Linked DNA regions of Zea mays: all the other regions are linked to region 3. Evidence: chromatin contacts called from public Hi-C data. All regions are on one chromosome and are shown on one strand. Each heading gives the region's core, a stretch centred on a gene start, on an enhancer-like site or on the middle of the called end of the contact. The rest is flanking DNA. Distances are from core to core; before and after follow the strand shown.

What was found. Hi-C and Micro-C count contacts between places; a contact is called where the count stands out from the background.
Region 1: a Hi-C map of tassel shows a contact between it and region 3, with 3 times the contacts expected there. The contact joins the promoter of LOC103638146 here to the promoter of LOC100278286 in region 3. A contact is called at or near these places in 2 of 25 Hi-C or Micro-C datasets (ear and tassel).
Region 2: a contact with region 3 is called in a Hi-C map of leaf mesophyll, with 6 times the contacts expected there. The contact joins the promoter of LOC100279811 here to the promoter of LOC100278286 in region 3. A contact is called at or near these places in 10 of 25 Hi-C or Micro-C datasets (bundle sheath, ear, endosperm and 3 more).
Region 4: a contact with region 3 is called in a Hi-C map of leaf, with 5 times the contacts expected there. The contact joins the promoter of LOC103638144 here to the promoter of LOC100278286 in region 3. A contact is called at or near these places in 4 of 25 Hi-C or Micro-C datasets (bundle sheath, ear, endosperm and 1 more).
Region 5: a contact with region 3 is called in a Hi-C map of tassel, with 3 times the contacts expected there. The contact joins the promoter of LOC103638140 here to the promoter of LOC100278286 in region 3. A contact is called at or near these places in 8 of 25 Hi-C or Micro-C datasets (bundle sheath, ear, endosperm and 3 more).

The regions. Positions count from the first base shown.
Region 1 is chr9:26,422,237-26,426,793 of Zm-B73-REFERENCE-NAM-5.0, reverse strand. It overlaps LOC103638146 (short-chain dehydrogenase TIC 32, chloroplastic-like), which reads left to right and starts at 1,282. Exons shown (of 5, transcript NM_001346975.1): 1 at 1,282-1,859; 2 at 2,006-2,248; 3 at 2,373-2,542; 4 at 2,690-2,736; 5 at 2,871-3,444. The coding sequence starts at 1,510. The coding sequence ends at 3,146.
Region 2 is chr9:25,979,607-25,984,141 of Zm-B73-REFERENCE-NAM-5.0, reverse strand. LOC100279811 (putative leucine-rich repeat receptor-like protein kinase family protein) reads left to right here and starts at 1,729. Exons shown (of 26, transcript NM_001360998.1): 1 at 1,729-2,257; 2 at 2,653-2,724; 3 at 2,962-3,033; 4 at 3,137-3,208; 5 at 3,493-3,564; 6 at 3,762-3,833; 7 at 3,916-3,987; 8 at 4,076-4,147; 9 at 4,241-4,309; 10 at 4,416-4,487. The coding sequence starts at 2,028.
Region 3 is chr9:25,422,911-25,428,157 of Zm-B73-REFERENCE-NAM-5.0, reverse strand. LOC100278286 reads right to left here and starts at 2,525. Exons shown (of 1, transcript NM_001151609.1): 1 at 1,708-2,525. The coding sequence starts at 2,477. The coding sequence ends at 1,941. It overlaps LOC100281713, which reads left to right. Exons shown (of 14, transcript NM_001368085.1): 10 at 227-309; 11 at 427-518; 12 at 809-915; 13 at 1,114-1,177; 14 at 1,255-1,701. The coding sequence ends at 1,395.
Region 4 is chr9:26,402,519-26,407,672 of Zm-B73-REFERENCE-NAM-5.0, reverse strand. It overlaps LOC103638144 (SPX domain-containing membrane protein OsI_21475), which reads left to right and starts at 1,373. Exons shown (of 11, transcript XM_008661125.4): 1 at 1,373-1,655; 2 at 2,993-3,065; 3 at 3,729-3,849; 4 at 4,275-4,586; 5 at 4,725-4,829; 6 at 4,959-5,154. The coding sequence starts at 3,013.
Region 5 is chr9:26,082,978-26,087,773 of Zm-B73-REFERENCE-NAM-5.0, reverse strand. LOC103638140 (serine/threonine-protein phosphatase 2A 65 kDa regulatory subunit A) reads left to right here and starts at 2,618. Exons shown (of 13, transcript NM_001347218.1): 1 at 2,618-2,765. LOC100273408 (AAA-type ATPase family protein) reads left to right here. Exons shown (of 13, transcript NM_001147845.1): 10 at 591-681; 11 at 809-844; 12 at 928-1,028; 13 at 1,228-1,578. The coding sequence ends at 1,344.

The DNA.
Region 1 (4,557 bases), core at 33-2,532, 1.0 Mb before region 3:
AGGAAGGTGTGCGTGCGTGTGTGTGTTTTTGTCTGAACGAAGTGCAGAATCAAATACCCGAACACAACCGCATGATTTTCACACGATGTTCATCAGGATCTTGCGCAAGAGTAAACCATGACCTGGGAAATCAAGGGAGGAGATTAAAGATACAGAGCACATAAACAACACAACGCAATCATCGAACAACCAACTTCTTTTTGTTACTACTACAACCACGCCCCCCTCTTATAGCTTATTTAAAAAAAATCTTTTTTTATAGTACTCGTTCCGTTCTCAAATATTTATCGCTCGATAGCTTATTTTTAAGCTAAAACGTGACAAATAAAAAAAACAGAACCACTCACACTCGCATAAACAACTCGAACAAAATCTCCGCGCAGATGCAAAGACCCCCTACCCCCACCCACCATAACTGCTGGCCTGCTGCTCTTGAGATGCAGTCTCCATCAGCTCTTTTTTTCCGCCATCTTTTTGCATGGCCGTTTTGAATTTGTTTTTTTCCGCAAACGTGAGCCGCCTCTTTGCTCTGCTCCCAACACTGCCGCTCGCTCCCCCACCCACCACCACTGGGCCTTTCTATTTAAAACTCGACAAACGTGCAGGCCCAACTGAACCCAAGCCCAAATCATGTTCAAATGATAGCGGTCCTTTTAAGGCCACAAGAGGAATTTCTCTCTCTCTCTCTTTAATTTTCAAATAATTAGAGCCAACTCATCACTCGCTAATGCGTGCGTGGGGGGGCCTTTTTTTTCCCGGACGGCGACGCGCGTGGGGACGGAGCACGCACGAGCTGAGGTCCTGAGGACACGCCGGCCATCCCCTCCCCTCCCATCGATCGACCCAGAAGGCGACGCCGGGATCGCACGGGTCGTCGTCGATGGCGCCAACTGAGACGACGACGGCCGTTCGAGTGTTGTTGGTTGTTTTGTTGGTCGTCGAGCCGTCCACATCATCATCGTCGTCGCTCTCGATCGTACGTACGCACGCTGCCTGGACGATGCAACATCCGATCGATGCAGGCCTTAGCTCTCGGGCGTTTGTTTCGCGTCGTGCGTGTACAACTTTTAAATCAGAGAATAAAAAGCTTGTTGGCCTAGATTTGACAGGTAGGCTGTTGAGCCCATGACACGGACGGTGCCACTAGCTAGGCTTGCTCTTGTATTATTGTTCCCCGGCCCCCGTACCGTACGTGCCAGCAAATAAGTTTCATTTCTAGAAGGAAGAATAGCGGGGCGTCGTCCAGCAGTGTCACTGCCACCTGCACCTGCGAGGAAGAAAGCAAGCTAGCGCCACTCTCCTCTCACTGCTCTAGCTATTTATACCCCCGTGCCTTGCGTCTCCTTCCTCTAGAGTCCTCCACCCCACCTTCCCTACCTATCTATCCTACAGCGGCTAGTCTACTCAACTCTGCTCTGCTCGCGCGGCGATCGAGGCACCGTCGTCGCCACCATCAGCGGCTAGCACCGATCGAGCCACCGGCCGATCAGATCGGCCGGCCCAACGACCATGCTGGCCTCGCTGCGGTACCTGGCCGGCACGGCGGGGCCGAGCGGCTTCGGCTCGCGGACGACCGCCGAGGAGGCCGCGGCCGGCGACCTGCGCCACGTCACCGCCATCATCACGGGCGCCACGTCGGGGATCGGCGCGGAGACGGCGCGGGTGCTGGCCGGGCGCGGCGCGCGGCTGGTGCTGCCGGCGCGGAGCCTCAAGGCCGCCGAGGAGGCCCGCGCGCGGGTGCGCGCCGAGTGCCCGGGCGCCGACGTCGCCGTGCTGCCGCTCGACCTCAGCTCGCTCGCCTCCGTGCGCCGCTTCGTCGCGCGGTTCCTCGACCTCGGGCTCCCCCTCAACCTCCTCGTGTACGTGTGCCTGTTCACCTTTCTTTCTTCATGCTGCTGCTGCATCCATCAGTAATGAGTCCACCTGCCAAGGCAGCAGCAGCAACAACTGCGGCTAACTTACATGGACTGACACATGGTTCACGTGCGTGCGTGCGTACGTACAGCAACAACGCCGGCAAGTACGCCGACCGCTTCGCCGTGTCGGAGGACGGCGTGGAGATGACCTTCGCCACCAACTACCTGGGCCACTTCCTGCTCACCAGGCTGCTGCTGGACAAGATGGCGGACACGGCGCGGGCCACCGGCGTCCAGGGCCGCATCGTCAACGTCTCCTCCACCATCCACAGCTGGTTCCCCGGCGACGGCGACGCCCTCGGCTACCTCGACCGCGTCACACGGAGGAAGATGTGCGTGTGCTCGCTCCGTGCTGTGCTAGCTAGCTCGCTTTTCCCCGTCATCTCGTTCATCAGCTAGCCTCTGACGACTGACTTGACTGGCTGCTGGCTGACCTCACCCCAATATATGCAACAGACCGTATGATCCGACGAGGGCGTACGCGCTGTCCAAGCTCGCCAACGTCCTGCACACCAGAGCGCTCGCCGACCGGCTCAGCGAGATGGGCGCCAACGTCACGGCCAACTGCGTCCACCCCGGCATCGTCCGGACCCGTCTCATCCGCGACCGCGACGGCCTCATCACCAGTACGCCGCCACCGCTTTCTCTTCCCTTCTTCCGTTCTTCTCGTCTACTTTTTCCCTGAGCACGACAGAGAAGCAGATGTTGCTTCCATTGCCTAACAAACAAGACGAAGACGTCCTCATTCTCATGCCATGTTCACTTGCATGCAGACACAGTGTTCTTCCTGGCGTCCAAGCTCCTCAAGACGATTCCTCAGGTCAGTAGTCGCCACCCGTATGACGAATCGTCCGTTCCTCTGCCCCTGTCACATATATACGCCGCTCTGTTCCATTTGTCTGTCCGATCCGAGCTCGGAATGACGAAAAAGCCCGGTCCCTCCATTCCATCCAGGCGGCCGCGACGACGTGCTACGTGGCGGCGCACCCGGCGGTGGCCGGAGTGTCCGGGAAGTACTTCGCCGACTGCAACGAGGCCTCGCCGTCCAGGCTGGGCGCCAGCTGCGAGGAGGCCGCCAGGCTGTGGGCCTTCTCCGAGAACGTAACGGCAGAGAAGGTTCAGAGGACGACGACAACGACTGGTGTCCATGTCGCTGTCGGCACGGGACTACTCCGGCCCCAAGCTCATCAGAGCTCCGACGCGGACCGCGCCATGGCCCTCGCGGCGTAGCGGCCTACAGATCCGCAAGTTTTGATCGCCGCCCGATGTGTGTGTGTGTGCCCCTGGTCAGGTCACACATCCTAAAACGTGGACAGGTAGTATCAGTCTCGGAAATGAAAACCAGAGCAGATAGTCAGTAATTAAGCTAGTGATGTATAGTAGAGTATATACAGAACACTAGAACAGAAAAAGAAAAGCAAATGGTAGTGTATGCCTTACAATATAATCCAGTGTACGTAGCCTTATGACTACCTGTAATATATATGAATCATCCAGTTAAAAATGCACCTCAGCACAGTTTTCTCCCTATCGTCCATGCGTTGCACTTGCACTAGATTAGATTAACACTAAGAGCAAGGTTTTCAACTCCACTAGCCAAGGACAATGATTCCATCCAATCGCATGCACTAGATACTCTCCCTTTGGCCGCTTGCAGTAGTGGGCTTCACTATTTGCACGTCATCTCCAATCATGCCTGGCACTGGCATCAGATAGATGGCTTGTTTCTAGCTGAAGGAAAAAAAAGAAAGAAGAGGGACCATGGATTTGGTCCTCAGCGACAACAGGAGCAGTTTGCTGAGTTTATGCACGGCGGCGGCACGGGTGAATGGATAAAGGTAGCAGCAAAGGGGAAGAACAAAGAAGCTAAGGTTAAACATGCATGCATGTAGGGATGAAAACGGTCGGAAACGGTCGGTAAACACTAAAACCATTACCGTTTTCATATTTTTTATCGGAAACAAAATCGAAAACGGTAACTCCGGAAACGGAAACGATATCGGTATTTCGGAAACATCGGAAACGAAAGTTTGGTGCGGAAAATACACCGGTAACGGTCGGAATCTAAAATACAATCGGTAAATATATCAAACTTCATAATACAACAAATTTGACAAAAGATCACAAAGACCACAAGTTCACAATTTATGATATAACAAGTTCATAATATAAAAAGTTCACAAGGATCACAAATTTATAATATAAAAAGTGTACAAAGATCACAAGTTCACAATATAACAAAGTTTACAGTATAACAAGTTCATAAAGATCACAAGTTCATAGACTCAAAGTTCACAATTCACAATATCCACTCGATCTAGCTGACATGGCATGCTTACTTATGAAATATTTTTTCCTCACATAAAAAGTTTTTCACAACCTCACAGGAAAACCCTAAAACCTAGTGTGTGGAAAAGATCAAATCGTTAATCTCAACTGCCTTACAAAACCATCTATCCAAAAAAATCTAAAGGTGTCCAAAAAATACAAAATAAGTAATCCTTATCTAGAGACGTACAGGCGATGCGAAAAATCACATGCTGGAAAATTCCGAGACACAATTCCAAAAAATTCCGAGGTACAATTCCGGAAAATTCCGAGACACAAATCCGGTAATTTCCGATTCCGATACCGATTCCGA
Region 2 (4,535 bases), core at 480-2,979, 560 kb before region 3:
CTTTTAGTTTTAAGTTTTGGATCTAAGTTTTTAAAATACCAGTCTCTTACTATTATTATTCATTTAATTTAGATAGATATACCTCATAAATGAATGAAATTATTATTGGAAGTCATTTTATACTCAGATCTTGGAGAACTCTTTAAGTCACCAAAATGTGATTTTGGGTGTTACATTAATGAAAGTTCGGGTTTTATTATTCATACTTTCATTTATATGGACTTTTAAGAAAAATTTTATTAACTAGAAAGTTGTCTAGTCTAATTTATCACAAATTGTTTTCTACGAGAATATGTATCTTTACCAAAAGAGAATATCCTAAATATGTATTGTCGCGTGTTAGATGTACCAAAAGTAGATGTTTGAGTCGAGTACTCCGTAATATACAGTCTGATTGGATACCTGAGCACGACCGTGCAAGCTCCCGGGAGGGTGGCTGTGTGGGTACGCCAGTTTTAGGCGTTTCTGCGGATATAAATGAAATGACTTATGTTTCATCTGTTCGTCCAGGCCACGTCTCCCGTATACAGTTAACCAAACAGTAGCTCATATAAAGCCAAAGCACACGATGATACAGAATAAAATGATGCCAGCAACCAATCAAACTGATAATGTACCCGTCTAGCTTCTCCCCTTTGCATTAATTCTCTTCCTGTCAAGAAGAAAAACAAAAAAAAATTCTTTGTGGAACTGCAAACCCTAATAATAACTAGTACTCAAGCAGTAGTACTAGTCCCGTGGAGCCACCAGCACATGCATGCATATGGTGTGGTCTAAACCTAAGACCGGCCAGCTGGGTCCTTCAACCATGACTAATTAACCAATAATAATTGAGGGAATGACCATCTGCTTGCACCTCCCCCTCAATCATAAATCCTTTAGGCCTTGTTCGTTTGTGTCGGATTGGTGGGTTGGAACGATTCCAAGCCGGATTGCTTCTCTAATTTATATAAACTTTGATAAGCCGGAACAATTCCGGGTGCAATCCGATGTAAACAAACAAGGCCTTAGCATTTCCCTTCACGAGCCATCCGTACATCGGCCATGGCCCATGGGCGACGGGTCGTACGGCTTCACTGCACGGCTGGTCGTGGTCAGGCCCGGCCGGTGGGTGGTGACCGGTGACCACCACCACCACGACGAGGAGGACACGCCGGCGCCGGCGCCGGCACGACGCGACGCCGCTCTCACACTCACAGCCGCGGCGTGACCCTGTGGTCACACGGTTCAGTGTACGCGCAGCGCGAGATGCTGCAGCTCTGGACGGACCACGGCGCGGCGGCCACAGAGTTCCCGCGCCCGGGCACGATCCCAACCGACTGGCGGGTGGGTCCTTCTACGCGCGCTCTTTAGCCCCGCTGACTGGTAGGCCCAGGATTGTGCGATCGGCCAGGCTTCCGTCTCTGACAGGTGGCGTCCACGGAAGGTGGGACTATCGTGTCATTGAGGTCCCAGGCGCGACCGCAACAAGCCAAACGGTGTTGGAGGGGTTTTGATTTTTGAAAAAAAAAACTAAAACGAAGGCCCACGGGCCCCTACGAGCTACACGTCTGCCAGGGGCCCAGTTCTGACATGGTGGGCCCGGGACCGTCAGCCTTAACAGCTTCCCCCTCCGGCTTCTTTCTCTCTCCTACCACCACCACCACCCTATGCTAACAGCTAACGCTATGCTCTGATCTTCCCCTATCTCTCCTCGCTGCGCACAGAGCAGCGGCTGCCCCCCGAAAGCAACCACAGTCACGTCGCTATCGCCAGCGCCACCAGAAAAACGCATCCCACGCAGAACCCCTCGCACTCCTACTCCCTCTCTGCCTCCCTTTCCTCTCCTTGTGCCCGTCGCATTGAAATGGAGCAGCAGCAGCAGAAGCACTTGCGCCGGTGCTAGCTGCGACGTGAGCCCGCAGCAGCCACTGCCAAGGACTTCCTGGCCCGCCCGGCTTCGCTGTTGCCGGAAAGGCGGTGGCTTTGGGGGAAGCAAAAGCAAGCGACGGTTGCGGAAGGTTCTTGCGGATTCGCGCGCGGGAGGAATGGCAGCGCGGTCGTCGGCGGCAGCGGTGGCGGTGCTGCTTCTTGCGGCTGCGGGGGCTGCGGCGGCAGCAGGAGGAGCGGAGGGCGATGGGGACGGCCAGGCGCTGATGGCGGTCAAGGCGGGGTTCCGGAACGCGGCAAACGCGCTGGCGGACTGGGACGGCGGCCGCGACCACTGCGCCTGGCGCGGCGTCGCCTGCGACGCCGCCTCCTTCGCCGTCGTCGGCCTGTGCGTGCGCTCTCCTTGACCTCTCCTCCCGTACTCTAGAATCTTCTCGCCCTGCTCCCTGCATTTGTTGCTCCGCTTGGCTTCTTGCCGTGTTTTTCTTGCGTTCTCGATCACGAGGAAAGACTGATTTTTTTTTTGAGTGGAGTGTGGTGGGGAGACAAGAAGCAGAGGACCCCATGTATCATTAGTTCTTTCTTTTCCGCCATCGAAGCATGTTTCGGCCATTGAAGTTTTGTCCTCAAGACACTCCTTGCGTAGTACTACACCATATCTGTATGGCGCTCTGTTTTTCATGCTCATTTTGTTGGGGATAAGTAAAAGGGTCGTTTTCTATTTGTTTGCTGGAAGAAAAAGAAGGATCTTCTGATGAGATTGTTTTATGTGCGAAAAAACAGGAACCTGTCAAATCTAAACCTCGGAGGGGAGATCTCGCCGGCTATAGGGCAGCTCAAGAGCCTACAGTTCGTGTGAGTGGATGGCTCGGAGGACCGTACAGTTTCCTGCATCCGCCTCAGATTTTGTGCATTTGACTATACGACCTGCATCTCTGTTTTTTATTAATCCTACTACACCTCATCTGATTTGACCCCTCGTGCCATGATGTGACACAGTTCCTTAGTACTATTTTATTTAGTTTAAGCCTACACATCCTAGATTTGGCTTGCTGATTAGTTTATTTGTGTGCTAATGATTTGCTCGTGCAGGGATCTCAAGCTGAACAAGCTCACAGGCCAAATCCCAGATGAGATTGGGGATTGCGTCTCCTTAAAATATTTGTACGCCCTTAAATCAAGCCAAGTCTTCTTTTATAGTGTTACCACCTTTTCGCTGTCGATGAGCTATTTTTAAATTGGTTTCTGTTTTTTCTTGTCTCTGCAGGGATTTGTCGGGCAACTTGCTGTATGGAGACATCCCCTTCTCCATCTCTAAGCTCAAGCAACTTGAGGACCTGTAAGCTCTAGCTCTATCCATTCCTGTTTCCTGACTGCCTTTTACCAAGAGCTCTGACTTTTCAAGATATGGTCACTTTTACATCCCACATATAACTTAGTGGGTACAGTAAAAATGGGAAGCAGTTGCATATGCTGCAGTCATGATTATCTCGTGTGATGCTGACATTTTTTTATGGTGCAATAAATTTGCATGTCTGTGGTTTGTGTCTTGCTAGTTGCTACCTACTCCACTCAATTTTATGATTGCTGGTTTTGTGACAATTTTATCTCCTTTCTTGACAGGATTTTGAAGAACAACCAACTCACCGGACCCATCCCCTCCACACTGTCACAGATTCCAAATCTCAAGACCTTGTGAGCTTCCTGGGACCTTTCTCCATCCGTGACGCTTTTACTTCTTTCGTGATTGTTCGACACATTTGGTTATTTATGTTCTGTTTGTTTCACCCACCTTTAGTGCTCACACCAAAGGAATTTCCTTTTTGTGTACTTTCTTTTCCACCTATCATGCTGTCTTGGTAAGGAAATGTTCGTCTGTTTCTTTGTATTAGGGATCTGGCGCAGAACAAACTTACCGGCGACATCCCCAGGCTCATCTACTGGAATGAAGTACTACAATACCTGTAAGAGCTCGACATCAATTTGTTTTGCCCACTGCAGAAGATGTTTTCGGGTGATAACATTTCTGTTATCTTGGTTCCCCAGAGGCTTGAGGGGTAACTCACTGACTGGAACTTTGTCACCTGACATGTGCCAACTGACTGGCCTGTGGTACTTGTAAGTTTACTACACTGCTCCATTGTAGGTCCTGATGCATAAGCTGCAGCTTGATCTTATTGACATTGGTTGTCTTCCATATATGCAGTGACATAAGGGGGAACAATCTCACAGGAACAATTCCAGAGGGCATAGGGAACTGCACTAGCTTTGAGATTCTGTATGTTGGTTCTGGCGATTCTGTTGGTGCTTTGGTTCTCCCTAGTTTAGTAGGATGCTATGATGCGAATTTTTCTTTGTATCTGGCATGCAGGGATATTTCATACAACCAAATCTCTGGAGAAATACCATACAACATAGGTTACCTTCAAGTAGCCACACTGTAAGTCTTCCTGATGTCTTGAATTCTTCTTTAATTCAGCAGACTTGTGTACTCATATATGTACCATGCCGTTCTTTGTTTTGATCATTGCATTGTTGTTTTACAGGTCACTTCAAGGAAATAGACTGATTGGCAAAATTCCTGAAGTGATTGGCCTCATGCAGGCTCTTGCTGTCCTGTGAGTACAAAAAAATGACACTTCAATCCATGCTTATTGATTTCTTTA
Region 3 (5,247 bases), core at 1,276-3,775:
TCGCTAATGTAACCACATTTTTTTATACATTCATGTCTGCTAGCTAAGTACTTAATCTAAGAAAGAATCACATCACATATTATTCACGAGAAATCTTCTCCAATCATTTCTTATTGTATATCTTGCTAAACATTAGTTTGATTGTTCCCACTGAAGTATACTAGCATTTCCAGTTTACATAATGGGTTAGTAAGTAGTAACAAAGCTCTGGATTTATTGAAACTAGTTATGAAGATGGAAGCACTCTTTGGTGGGATGTACGAAAGCCTGGATTACCTTTATCTTCAGTGAAGTATCATTCAGAATCAGGTCTCATGCAGCTCCCTCTTAGTTTTTCATTCAACTTATATTTTTCAATAATAGTTACATTTATATTCCTTTGATGGAATGAAACAAGGCATGATCTAACAAGTTACAGGTGTGCAGCTTTATCCATTGCTATTGATGGATTTTGCAATGGTGGAATCTCAGGAGGTGCTGATGATAAAGTAGTCATGTTCACGCTCGACCATCCAAAGGTTTGCTTATCTCTGTTCTGTCATGGAAGATTTACGCATCGATTAATTTTTCTGTATCAAATGAATGTGCAACACTGTGTGCTATGTGTTAGACTTTATACAAGGTTTGTTAATGGCATATAGACCATGTTACTGTGTCGCTATTCTGGTGTTAATAATTAAAAGGTTTTGCAGCTCATCACAAACATCTTCTTGATTTGAAGATGTAGTGTTTTTATTCCGTAGGAGTGCTTGGAAGTGTTTGGCCTGTTGCCTCGTTTTGTTGATACGATATTTCCTTCCGGTTGCAGGGCACATTTATTCTTAGGAAAGAAATAGAACTCGAGCGACCGGGTATTGCTGGCACAGCAATTCGTCCAGACAACAAGATCGCTGCAACCGCTGGCTGGGATCACAGGTTTTTCTCTGTTTTCATGTTTTTTAACTGTTTACTAGTTGTAGCAATCTAACCCATTTCTGATGGATTTTGGACTTGTGTGTCAGTAATTAAATTCAATGTTAATGTGGTTCGGGTGATCCTGGATGCCCAATGTCATCCCTTCTAGTTGTTGTTGTTGTTGCATCTGTGACCTTTTCGGTGGTTTTAACCTTGCAGGATTCGAGTGTACAACTACAACAAAGGAAATGCTCTAGCCGTGTTGAAGTATCACAGTGCTTCGGTATGCTACTTGTCCATCTGATTGCGTTCTGTATTTTCTGCAGGCATCTAATGTTAATACTTTCTTCCTCTTCGCAGTGCAATGCAGTGACCTTCTCATCTGACTGCAAGCTCATGGCTTCCTGCTCGGCGGATACCACGGTTGCGCTGTGGGACCTCTATCCCCCAAAACCCCAAAGCAAAGCGGACATCACAGAAACAGACGAGGCCTCCTGCTAGCTCATGTAGTTTGGGCCTTCCTGATACCTTCTGGCAGAATTTTGGAGCTTCCGTGCAATGAAAATCTGAACTTGTCGCAACAGTGCAAGCGATTTATTCTTTTTCGTCAAAGAAAAGAGTAAGTTATGATGTGCCTTCCACAGGGAAACGCAAACGTATGCATGCAACTGTTGTTAGGAACGGTTCTCTTGATTTCTTTATTTTTCATTGAAATTCTACTCGGTTTCGTGGAACAGTTGTAGTGTCTCAAGAGCATGAAATTGATTTAAAGGCAAGGCAGTTGAAGAACTGACTCTTTGAATACTCAGATGATTGATTTGAACAAATTTCTGCAAATTTCCAGTACACTGTACACCTACATTTGCTACTGTTCGATCCAATGGCAGTACTGAACCGGGATGCAGTTCTTGCTGTTGTGCATGTCCAGGAAAGAGGGTATCGTATCCCAATGTTCCATGTAGTTGGGGGGTTCTATTGCTAGAAAAGAACATTAGTCCTTGCTGACTCGGTGACTCCAATGCGATGCGAGCCCATGAACGACGGTCCTAACCTTCACGCGCAACAGCCGCAATCGCCGCTCGTTCTAGTTCTTTGGCGTCGGCCAGCCACGGCCGCCTCAACGCCGCCGTATCTTCAACGTCACTTGCGGCATCCGACGACGGAGCCGAGGTGCCATCGAAGGTGCCGTCGAACGGCGCCTCGCAGAAGGCCATCGCGGCCACGAGCCTCTCCACCGGCCGCTTCTTCGCGGCTGCGGCCAGCCTCGCCTGTGCCGATGACGCCACGTCTCCGCCGGCTCCGGCCTCGGGGACGTTCGTTGCGCAGGCGCGGCCTCCGGCGGCACCTGACGACGGGGACCTTGTGCCGTCGAACGGCGCCTCGCAGAAGGCCACCATGGCCGCGAGCCTCTCCATCGGCCACTTCGCGGCCAGCAACGCCAGCCTCGACGACGCCATGCCATACCCGCCAGCCTTGGGGACGTTGGTCGAAGATGAGCTGTTCCCGGCGGCAAGCGAGGACGCAGGCGAGGTGCCGTCGAACGGTGCCTCGCAGAAGGCCATCATGGCGACGAGGCTCTCCATCGCCGCTTTCTCGAGCCTGTTCGAGTTCGATGTCGATTGGTTTTGGTCGAGGATGAGACGCAGGCGGCAGGCAGCGTTTATATATGCATATATGGACGCCCATAGCTATAGTTTGTTAACCTGGTTTGGATTCCTGCTCGGACATACTCCGTACGCCTCAATATCGTGCGGACTCCTAAGCAGGTCCGTAGTTGTAGCAACAAACTTGTCTGCTGCAGAGTTTCTTTCAGATTTATCACGTTTCAGTTAAGTTCAGATTAGATCGATAGGTATAGAATCCTGTAAGGATTTAGTTTTAGTTTGCCAGGTTGTTTGCCGAGTCAATTCTCGGTATAAATACCTATGCCTCGTTTCCTTCAGATGACTTAAATGATTGCAATGATGAAGTCACTATTGTAGACTTCGCTTTCATCGCCTGGCAGTCAATTACTCCCACTGTTTTCTTTTTTTATTTGTCACGGCGACAAATATTCAAGGGCGGACTGTATAGAGAGAGGTGCATAAGGCTACTCTAGTGCAAGCATTGAGGGGACATTTTTTTTGGCAGAGAATGCATACAATTATGGCACTCAGTAATTCTTATGAGTAGCTGGGGCTAAAAAAATGAAATGACTGAATGATTGAGTTTGTTCGTTTTATTTCCTATGATGATGTCTATTTTTTAGAATGAATAACCCGTTAAAATAATTTCTTTCTCGGTAATTCTTCTTTTTCCGTAATGTCAATTTTTTTAAGTGACAACACCTAACTGGCCCATTCAATTTCAAGCATTTGAATTTGGAATAAAAAAGTATAAAAAATCGTTGATGTAAACTTAGGCATGTTTGGTTGATATAACCTACAAACTCACCGAGATTGAGCGTCTTTGATGTGACGACGGCATGGATGTGCAGTGATTCCTTGAGGACTAGTTTGGGAACCAAAAAATCGGAGGGGATTAGAGGGACTAAAATTCTCTCCTTATTTAAAATTATATAAGAAGGAAATTTTAGTCCCTCTAATACCCTCCGGCATTTAGATTCCCAAACTAGCCCTGATGTAAACTTAGGGTCTGTTTGGTTGGAGTTATAGTAAACGCAAACCGAAATGGAATTAATCTGTAACGAAATACTATGGTGCTGTTTGGTACGTTGATTTAGTGCCGTAATCAGTTAACAGAGTAATCTATTACCATTGCTTTATGTTTGATTAGACTATACCATAAAGGATTGCAGTGGGATGCAATACCAGCCAATTCAAAATCATTACCGTTGCCTTTTGATTGTTAGCCAATTCCAATCCTTCTTTTTGATCCCACGCTGCAACCAAACATAGACCGGTAACCGTTTACAATAAAGGATAGCAGGTGCAATAAGTTCCATTTCCATTACCACTACCGGTAGAGCGTGCTGATAACGTGTTAAGAACTATGTTACCACGGATCACCAGATCCGCTCCCTTCCCTCCCGTCAACAGTAGAGGCGCAAGAAGCTGTAGAGAACCCGTCTCCCTTCCCATAAGTACGACAGAGGAAACACACGAGACACATGATATAGGGTTGGGCCTCTGGCCTCTTTCTAATCTCTGTATTATGAGGGGTGTACAGGTTCTTTATATAGAGATGTGAGACCCCTCAAGGGCAAAGCAGGTATTTGCCCAAACGAGATGCTATGGACCAGAGCCAACTCCCATGGCGGCTGGCGCTCCCGGTTGCTAGCCGTACAAACCAAACAAAAACAATGGTGTTGAAGTGTGGCGGGAATGGTTATAGACCAAAATAGGCCCGGACCAAACACCGTGTTAAAAGGTGGAGAGAATTGCAGGCTGGGTGCTGGGCTTAGCGATGGGCCTCGATGACGGGTTGGAGAAACAGCGCGGCGGGTTGTCGAAGATGTACGGCTAATTGCTGAGGTTCCACGCCAAAGATATGTAGTGTTCTTAAACTTTGGGCCAAATCTTAGGGTGGACGGTGGCCCGTTTGGCCCACCCATGTTGCCTTCTTTCTGACTGGAAAGGGAAGCAGATAGTACAGAGTGATCAGAATTCATTCACTCAAGCCGTCCTTCCGTTGGTTTGGTTAGAGAATACACTCCTTCCAGGTTAAACTATTCTTTTCCATCCGCTTGCACTCCTCCTTCCAGGTTAGAGAATACTACACTGCTCGTCCCGTACGTTCTGAAACAAGATCATTCGTTTAGAGCTACTTACGTATCTAGACAAGCACTTCGTCCAAATACAAATACGCGGCTAGATCAGCTCCTGCCTGACGGAGGAGGAGTGCATCAGCGCAAGAGACGGCACTAATAATAATATAGCTCGATCTCCCGTTTCAGCCTTCCAACAGCCAACAGGGGTAAAGGTAGGTAACGCAAGCACAAGTAGGTATGCGACGCTTCAACGTTTCTTTTCTTTTATATCTAGCTGCATGTATGCAGGTTCTTTTATTCAGAGTCACTGACCAGTCTTTCTTAGCAGACAGCAGCAGATGTCATTATCTCAAATTCACCGTCGCTATTGCTACCAAACCAAACCATCTTTCTAGTAAACAAGCACACACACACACGTGTGTGGCGGTAGTCAAAGCCTGCGAAGCTTCACAACTGTCCCCGAATCCCGATCACTTCTCCGGACTCGTGTACAATCAGAACCGGTCAAAGCGCTCGTCTCCTGTCCCGGAGCTAGACGTAGCGGTGTCCAGGTTCAGACATGGCAGGCGCCGCAAGAACTGCGCGCACCAACCGAAACGTTTCTAAACTATCGTCAGCAAGAACTGCGCACGGCGCACCAACCG
Region 4 (5,154 bases), core at 124-2,623, 980 kb before region 3:
AGAGCAGCATTGCAACATGGTGTCGACAGAAGACAGCAAGCAGTGCTCCAAACTCGGTTCCGAATGATTGGAGCCTGGCAGCGCAATGATTTGCATCGAGATGGGTCCCCCGCCCTCCTTTTTGTTATTCCCTCCCTGCGTTCTTTTTTATTCGTCGCGTAAACTTTTCTGGTCACTGACTAGCTAGGCGAGGTCGTGAAACAAGGCAGTAGCCGTCCCGTCCCGTCCAGGTCTCGATCGCCACATGACATGACACTCGGAGAGCGAGGCAGCCAAGTCGACGCCAGCCAGCCACATGTGGCCACGTACGGCGCCCCGATCCGATCCCATCTCGCCGAACGCTGCGGGTCCGGGCCGGCACGGCGAGCAACACGGACCGAGGCTGCGGCGCAGGAGCAGCAGCAGCACACGTCGTCGGCGGGGAGCAGCAAACGTATGGCACGCTGCCTTGCTTCTCTTTGACGCCGCCCGGCCGCCAATCGTTTGTTGCATCGTGCGCGCCGGCATCGCGACCGAACCCGAAAGCTCCATCATCCAATCCACCCATGCATGCCTTTTTGCTCATGCTCATCCGGTTCCTGTCGCGAGCCGAGATCGAGTGCAACAGCGCTGTGATGCGACGCGACGCGACACGACGGAGGTGGCACTGCCGCGCCCGCGCACCGCAACTTAATCTATGCGCGCGCGTGGTTAAATTAGTTAATTAGAGGCAGACCGGGTCGGTCCGCCTGTTCGTGTCTCACGAGTCACGCCTGCATCTGACCGATCGACCGTCTACGTTCTCCTGTTTTCCATGCCCACTCACCACTACTCATGGCTCGCGTCGTCGATCGCCGTTTGCGTGTCGCTGTCCCGCGTCCGTGCCGGCGTGCCGCTTCGTTCCACTTCCTTCCAAGTCGGCACCTGCGTCTCGCCGCTCGCCGACGACGAACTGCCGCTGCCACCGTCGAGTCGGCAGCGGCGGCCAGGCCAGGCCTGCCTCGCCGCGCTGCTCGAGCCTCGAGGCTCCGCCAGCTCCTGCTCGTTTACCCATCCTCCATGTCGGCACCTGCATGCGACGACAAAGCACGGGGCGGCGCCACCAGCCACGTGTACGGTACGGGGTACGAGGGCCGTCCACAACACTACACCAGGCTTTGTCTGTGCTTGGTTAAAACGTTTTGGCAGCACCGCAGCAGTAGAGGCTGTTCGTGTCATATTAAAGCCGTCGGTTTAGACTGCTACGGCTGTAACAAAAATTACAAAAAAAACGGCCAATTCGCGGTGCGAACGCACGCACGCGCGCGCACCGCCAGCGACCCGTGCCGCCACTCGCCGAGTCGCCGGGCGCCGGCCGGGGGCTCACGGCTACCGGCTCTGCAGCCACCCCGCGTCCACGGTCCACCTCTGTCTCTCTCTCGTTCAGCGCTCCAGCTCGCTCGCCTGGCTATTCGGCTATAAATACTCGCATCCCGTGGCTCTCGCGCCCCCTCCACCCCTCCCCTTCCCCTGCCACTCTCCGCCTCTGGCCTAGCGCCCCCGCCCGCTCGATCCGCCTAGTAGGTAACGGCGAGGCTCACCGCGTCCGCACTCGCCCGTGAATCCGTGATTTCTCCCACCTTCCTTTCAGCGCCGCTCTCCCACCTTCCTTTCAGCGCCGCCCGCCGTCCTTTTCGGTACGTCGTTGCGCTCATTCAGTATTTCAGTCTGGGGCGGGTGGGTTGCGCATGGTTCCGGTGGGCATCGGTGGATGGACAACGACCTTCGCTGAGGAGGGAGTGTTGATGTTCAGGGGGCAGCGTATCGGATGGGTTCGCCCCGCCCCGCCCCGGAGAGATTCATTCAGTGCCTTCGGGATGATCTCTGCGCTTTGGGTCGTCTGATACCATGGGTTTCCCGGCGAAGTGGCGGTGTTGGGCCAACAACAGCAAGCGAAGCCTGGTCCCGTGTTACAGTTAGATGTTTTTTGATTCGTTGGGTCTGGGGTTACAGTTGTACGGAGATCCCATCCCCTACCGCGACGCGAGGACACGGCTCCAGAATCCAGTCCTTCAGTCTGAGCGAGATCCAGACCTGATGAAACCCGCTGTGCAAGTCCTTTCGCCTCTATCCTTGGCCTCACCTTAGGGCCTAGGTTTGTTTGTTTTGGTAGGATGTTGTTTACTGTTACGAGAGGTCCCCGACTGTCGCTCCGGTTTTCCATTGAATTTTAAGGTAGGGCATGTCTCAGGATGGGGGGTCTGTGCGATTATGTGGGAGCTGTAGCTTGGACCCAATTTAGATCTGTCCTCAACTTCAACTTCAACCCTCAAGGTTGTAGACACTTACAGCCTTCACTGTACCCGAAATGCTTTGGGTGGTTTACAGATTATAGATTTTAATATAGCTGCACGGGACCTTTATGCCCACTCTTCTACTGTCAGCTGCATGTGCATCACAAGTTGATGCGAAGAACAGTATTAAATGGGCAATCCACCGCATGATTGGTTGGCAAGTTGTCATTGGGTAACACAAAATGAACTTTGGCGACCTGTCGTCGTCTTTTGCCCCGAGAGATTGTGACACGAAAAATCAAGTTGCGGGTACCAAAGTTTATTTGTGGTTCTCTGGAGCTGCTTCTCTCTTCAAAAGGACTAGTAGATAATAAGTCTGTGGCTGTGCCTTGCCTTGTCGTGGCCAGTAATGGTCTCTGAGTGCTCTATTGCTAGAGACATATACGGTGCTTTAGGTTCTTCGCACGTGGAGTAGCGTGCACAGATTAGATCATCTCAAGATGGATTGTACTCGTGTTGTCGTGTGATTATTTGTAGCTTATGTTGCTTTGTCCCATGTAAAGCGGTACTGAGTTTTACAGCTGACTTTACGCTAAACTGAAAACATATGTCCAGAGAGAGAACCTTGCTCGGTGACATTTTTATTTCTTTTTATGGCACTCACATCACAGCAACTATCATTGATGTGTCTTTTTCTCTGTCCGTTTCCGATGCTGACACAATGCTACTTTCATTGGCAGATCAGTATTTAAAAATCAAGATGGTTAACTTCGGGAAGAAATTGATGGCAGATCAAATTCCAGAATGGAAAGGGTACTGTTCACATCTGTATAAGATTCTGCTTATACTTTACAGTGAACCAATCTATATTACTATAAAGTTATGGGTTCTCTGAATAGCATCAACTTCCAATTCATTCAGTGGCTTACCTGTTCTTTTTTTTAAAAAAAAAAATCTTACGTGCATTTACTGAACAAATTGATAACCTGGTAATGAGCATTGACATTGGTCAACCTTGATTGCCTTGTAATGTCATTTGTGGCCATGCTGTTTGTAGTTTTGACACGTCGTGCTTTGTTAATCTCTGTTTAGTAGTATTTGTTTAGTATTACTCAGACCCTGTTTGAATGCACTAGAGCAAATAGTTAGCTGCTAAAATTAACTGAAGACATCCAAATAACCCAACTAATAGTTTAGCTATTAGCTATTTTTAGTTGGAGACATTCAAACACCTCAGCTAATAGTCCAACTAACTATTAGCTACACCATGAACTAACCATTAGTTATTAGCTGGTTCAATCTAACTAATAGTTAGCCAACTATTTATTAGTTAGCTAATTCCACTAGCAACTTTTTAGTCAACTAACTATTAGCTCTAGCCTCTAGTGCATTTAGATGGGCCTTCAATGTAAAAGTTTTCATGCTAGCATCGTTAGTTACAAAGCTTGACTGTTGTCTCCATGTCAATGTTTTCAGATATTATATCAATTACAAGTTGATGAAGAAGAAAGTTAAACAGTATGGCCAGCAGCTCCAGCAGGGGGAAAAAGATCGTCGTCGGGTTCTGAAGGATTTCTCGAAGATGCTTGATGATCAGGTAATGCTATTAAATAGAAATATGTGCAGAGTCATCAGTTCAAACTCCCTGACCTGCTTTAACTTGCAGACTTTAGCTTCTCTCTGGATATTTAACTTGATGATTGTAGCATCAACATGGTGATCATGCATTATCCATATCTGACCTCTGTATGCACTTGCATGGTTAGCAAGACGGTTGCGATTTATGTAAATAACTCGTTCACAAATATAATGCTACATGAATACTATGAGAAGAGTTGACAATTTCTTAAGAAACTTACTTTGTGTACTTTTTGTTTGAAGTTGAAGCTTTGGTACATAATTCATGTACACTAATTTGTAGTTCAGCTGGCATCATTCTTGGATTGAAATTGGTGTGAGTAGTTATATTCAATCGTTCCTACTGGGGTCCATGTATTAATCTCTTATTCTCTGTTTACTCAGATAGAGAAGATCGTCCTGTTTCTGTTGGAACAACAAGGACTATTGGCAAGCAGGATTGAGAAGTTAGGAAAGCAAAGGGCAATACTACAAGAGCAGCCAGATATATCTGGCATTGCTGAGTTACGAGAAGCTTATAGGGAAGTTGGTATCAATCTCATCAAACTTCTCAAGTTCGTTGACCTTAATGCAACTGGCATTCGGAAAATCTTGAAGAAGTTTGATAAGCGTTTTGGCTATAGATTTACTGATTACTATGTGACAAGTAGATCGAATCACCCTTACTCTCAGCTGCAACAGGTCTTTAAGCATGTGGTAATGCACTAACTCCAGATTTAGTATCATTCATTCAAATGTATTGCAAGTTTACTTGTACTTGATATGTTCTCTTGCTATGGCCTTGCCTTTACAATCCACACTCGTCAGTATACCTTAACTGTTCTATGCAACCAGGGTGTAGGAGCTGTTGTAGGAGCTTTGTCACGTAACCTTGCTGAACTCCAAGAACGTCAAGGAAGCTACTTATCTATTTATGATCAGCCATCTTCTGCTCTTAAGGTTTATTTGCCTTGTAAACTACTGATGTGATATCATTTTAAGAATATTTTCCTGCTCATTCAATAGTCTGTGCCTCGGTGGTATACTTGAAACTTGCAGCTGACCGTTTTTGGTTTTGATCCCCTGCAGGACCCCATCATTGATATGATAAATTCTTCAGTTGATAAGTTGACAAGGTCAACTAATTTTCTTCGCTTTTTGGGGCAACATGCCATGATTGTGGATGAGGAGTCTCCTAGCACTGCAGGAGAGGAAGAAATAGAAGATCAGAAATACCATTTCATGTCCCTTATGCTGAACCTGGTGAACACATTCCTTTACATGG
Region 5 (4,796 bases), core at 1,369-3,868, 660 kb before region 3:
GGGAGCGGCTCGGCTGTGGCCGCCTCAGGCCTGGGGTGGGCCTTTGCAGTGTGGACAACCTGAGACGGCCCGTTAGTGACAGGAGGGCAGGGTTCGGGGGTTTTCTAGGACAGGACCATGGTTCGGGTTCCATCTTTATCAGAAAACCGGGAGGGCGGTCTCCCCGTCCCAGTTTTTTACTGTTTTTTGTTGGGTTCAGAGTTTGTTACGCATGGAAGCTATGCACCTGATTCCTTAAATACCTTTGCCTCAATTTATTGCATTAGCCTTTGTGAGAAATTTTCTGTAACTGAGAATGGAAAAAACGACAGTTAGAGGACTAGTTACAATAGCAACTTGAGTTTGTCAATATTTTTTAGTGAAGTAGATGGCTACTATAAAGGATGATTGATGATGCGACATGCAATTCATTGGTACTGTAGCACCATTATTCTGTTCTGTTACTGTATTAGTCAGTGAATGGGTCAGGAGTTGATAGATTGGCCTTGGGACGATTGATGATTTGCTGCACACTTATTGTCTCATTAATACCCTACTATGTTGCCTTGCTTCTCTATATCTTGAATACCACTGTTTTGATTATCCGATAGGTAAAAAGAATATATGTGCCACTACCTGATCCAAATGTACGAAGGTTACTTCTGAAAAATCAGCTCAAAGGACAATCATTCAAACTGTCGAGTAAGTGCTCCAGTTCCCAGGTTTCTCTTGATAACTGCTTGATCGTAGTGGCTGTATATGTAGGACAGCCTTTTTTTTAAAAAAAAACGTTTGGCACAGTAGCTAACCTGGAACTGGTTCCTGACAGACCATGATTTTGAAAGACTTGCTGTGGAGACCGAAGGTATTGTGTTTCCTTTCGAGTATGTATGGCTGTTCTGAAAACATGGGCTATGTGGTCCTGGTTCCTGACGGTTTTGTTTGTAGGGTATTCTGGAAGTGACCTGAGAGCCTTGTGTGAAGAAGCTGCAATGATGCCAATAAGAGAGCTCGGTCCACAAAATATTCTTACTATCAAAGCAAATCAGGTACGGGTTTTAAACAGTCTGAACATAAAGTTCACTCGTTCTGAGTTTTTTTCACTGTTAAAACAGAAGCTTAAATGGACTTCTAGCTGTAGTATCTTTACAGATAACATACCCTACATAAGTGGTTGTTTCCCAGCGAAACTTTGGAATGTCAGTGTACGAAGCACTTAACCCTCGGTTTCTAATCTCGTATCTCCAGCTGCGACCTTTGAGGTACGAGGACTTCAAGAACGCGATGACGGTGATCAGGCCAAGCTTGCAGAAGAGCAAATGGGACGAGCTGGAGAACTGGAACGAGGAATTCGGTTCGAGCTGACGGAGACGCGCGCTGCCTGATGATGATGATCAAGCGGCCCTATTTCCAGATGTACATGATTTATGTCTCACACACACATGGTGGCTTACACACACACACGCGCCCATCGGCCATCGATGCGTCCTCAGTCTGGACAGCGCGTCTTCAACAGAAGCAGAAGGTACAATATAATGCTGGGAACAGCCCTATATGTATACCCATTGAAATGCCGCTGCCCAAGTTATTTAAAAAAACAAACCTCTAGTGTGTGTTATTATTAGCCTATAGCTGCTCTGGGCCGCCGAGGGCGAAATCGAAGTATCGTCGGGCGTGTTCGGCAGGCTGCAAGCCGACACTGTTGCAGCTGTTTGGACTGCTGCAGCTGCAATCCATAGAGAGAAAAATACTGTAGAAGCCGCAGCCGCAGCCGGATTGCAGCCGCAGCAAGCCGCAGCGAACAAGCCGGTCGTTGTGTAAAAAGAAACACAAAACCTACATGCTTAATGACTCGTATATGTGTTATTATTAGCCCATAGCTGCTCTGGGCCGCCGAGGGCGAAATCGAAGTATCGTCGTTGTGTAAAAAGAAACACAAAACCTACATGCTTAATGACTCGTATATGTGTTATTATTAGCCCATAGCTGCTCTGGGCCGCCGAGGGCGAAATCGAAGTATCGTCGTTGTGTAAAAAGACAAACACAAAACCTACATGCTTAATGACTCGTATATATTTTAACAAACAGTTGAAATTTAGGGTGGTGTCGCTGCAAGCTTGAGGCACGGAGCCGGCTGTCGGCCGATTTGTTGCTCCAGCCCCTAGGCAAACCCCAATAATGACGGGTGCGGACACGTTTGTGTCCAAATTGTTGTGGGGGAGGGGGTTGAAAGGGTGTTTAGGTGTGCTACCAAACGCAGATTAGGCTATTTCTAGCAGTTTACTCATCTTCTATTTCGCCTCTACTCTATAAACAGTAGTCTGTCTACAGTGCAAAAATAATCATTGGACATGGCCCCTTGTCCTGCAACTCAAGAAGCTAAACGTGGCGAGATGCAGGCACTGCTCGACGCGCAGTGCTCTGCCGCCTCTGCGTATTGCCACTTTGCCAGTGAGACGGGTGCTGGGCCTCCATGCCGCCTGAGTTTTTCCTGGGCTCCAACCCCAAGCGAAGTCTCCCTCCCGTCCATAGGACTAACAAGAGCGGATCGTATCTGAGAACGGGTCGACCGCCCTTTCAGGCCCAGGCCCACTTCGCACGCCCCACAGGCCTCGACATCCACTGCGTCCCCTCCTCCCCCGTCGCATTCTGCAGCGCCAGCTCGCTCCTCGCCCCGCCCCCTTCTCTCAGCGGCGACGCCTCGGGCGTTCCTACCCTGCCCCCTCTCCGGACCCCCACGCCGTCGGCGAAGCAGCCGGGCAAGAGCCCGATCCAGACCCCGCGAGGTCAGTTCAGATCCTGCTCCTCTTCTCCCTCCCCCTCCTTCCACAGCTAGATCTGCGCCCCTCACCCCGCTCGCTCGACCACCTCCGATCGCCACGCCCGCACCCTCAATACCGCCGCCGCTGCTACCGTCGTCGGTCTGGAGCTCAGGCCTTCTTCATTCGCGCGTTCACGTGTGGTTCCCCTCCTAGATCTGGGCTGTTGTTTGGTCGATTGCGCTGGTTTTGTAATGATTGCGACGCCCTAGTCTGAGTTCTCTTCTCGCGGATCGGAGGCTGTGTGGCGTTGGTTGCTAGGTACGTCGGTAGCTAGTGATTTGGATCAACCGTTGCTCGTGGTGTGTCGTAGATGAGTAGATCGCGTGTGGCGTCTGTTGCCCGTCTCGTTGTGCGCATCAGCTATTCACCTCGTTTCGTCGTATCGAAATTCGCTCATTTATTCAGGATCCGCGAACGTGCAAATTTAATTCTGGAGCTGAATATGTCGTTACATAGATCAGATTTCAGAAACATCTTCTCCATGCCGCCTGAGTGAGAATGAAAAGCAAACAAACAAGAGGAAATCTATAAATAGAACCCCCTGGGGACCCCAAACGACCAGATCAATTCATGCCAAATTTTACTTGGAGCATTTGCCTGAACTTGATTCAATTTCTCAGAATGCTCGGATGCCAAGTGATGTTGTTTCTTTCCTGGAACCATATTTAATAGGCATCTTTGCGGGGCATTTTTTTTTTTTGCTGGATCAACCAATTATTATCGTTTGAACTGAAGGCCATGTCATTTTTAATTGGGTAGTTGAGACTCACCTCCATAGATGATGTTATGGAATATTTGACTCTTCGAAGTAATCTGTGATGTTCTACTTGTCAACATGAATTTGTTAATTTTATTTGGATCATGTGTATGACAGTAGTATTCTTGTGTTGTTCAAGAAAGCCAATCCCAGGGAACTTTTAGTTATATAAGTTTGCAATAGTTTGGTGCATCTATTTCTTTGGTTATGGCATCAGAGATCTTTTTTTTTGTATATTTTAACCAAACGTTTGTTTCTATTCTGCTTCTATTTGTCTAGAGCATCTCTAACGGTGCCTTAAATCAGTGCACTATTTTGAAATATAGGGCTCAACTCATAAAAACAGCTCCAACAGTGCCTATTTTACAATCTTTTACGAAAAAATATAGGGCACACCATGAAGTGACCCAAATATATTACACCCCAGATTAGTGTCCTATCCTTAATCTTAAAACTCGACCTGCGGGGGGTAAGACAGCCCCCGGGCATTGTATTAAGAAGACCTTCTCACACAGGTCGAGAAAACCCCCGAACCCTTGCCCCACCCATACACAGCGGCATCGAAGCCCATGTGAGAACGACCACGGCCGGGGCTGAGCCCTAGACCTGTGCTTTGGCGTGGGACAAACGAGGGGATTTTTTTAACCACAACCTGAAATTCGCTCCCACGGGGGAGTCGAACCCAGGACCTGAGGAGTGCTACTCAGACCACCTAACCAACTCAGCTAGAGGCCCTTTCACGTCCTATCCTTAATCTTTTCTTTCCTAATAATGTAATGTAATTTATTTACTAAAATATATGATTTAGGGCTTAACTGTTGGAGTCCAAGTTGTTGTTAGTGCCCTAAATACTTTAAATGATGTAGCATTTTAATTTTTGGGGTAGTTGTCAGGACCTAAGGAGGCCCACAGAGGGGCTGCGGTAGCAGCAGCCATGGGCCCTAAGGGGGATTAGATAAGGATAGTTAGAGATAAGATTAGAAGATTAGTTGAGATTATCTAGGAAGGTTATCAGTTAATAGTTTGTTGAGAGTTTTTAGGAGATAAGGATCTCTAGCTAGATAGGGGCAGCCAACCGGCCTATTTATGTAATCAATGGATGAGAAATAAAGCAGACAAGAATTAGAAGGGAGAAACCCTCCTCTTGCTCGGCCGTGGGTAGAGGCCCCCGGCCGACATTCCTGCCCATCGATACCCCCTCTCCAATCCCTCACCGATCTAGCGACCATAACAGTAGT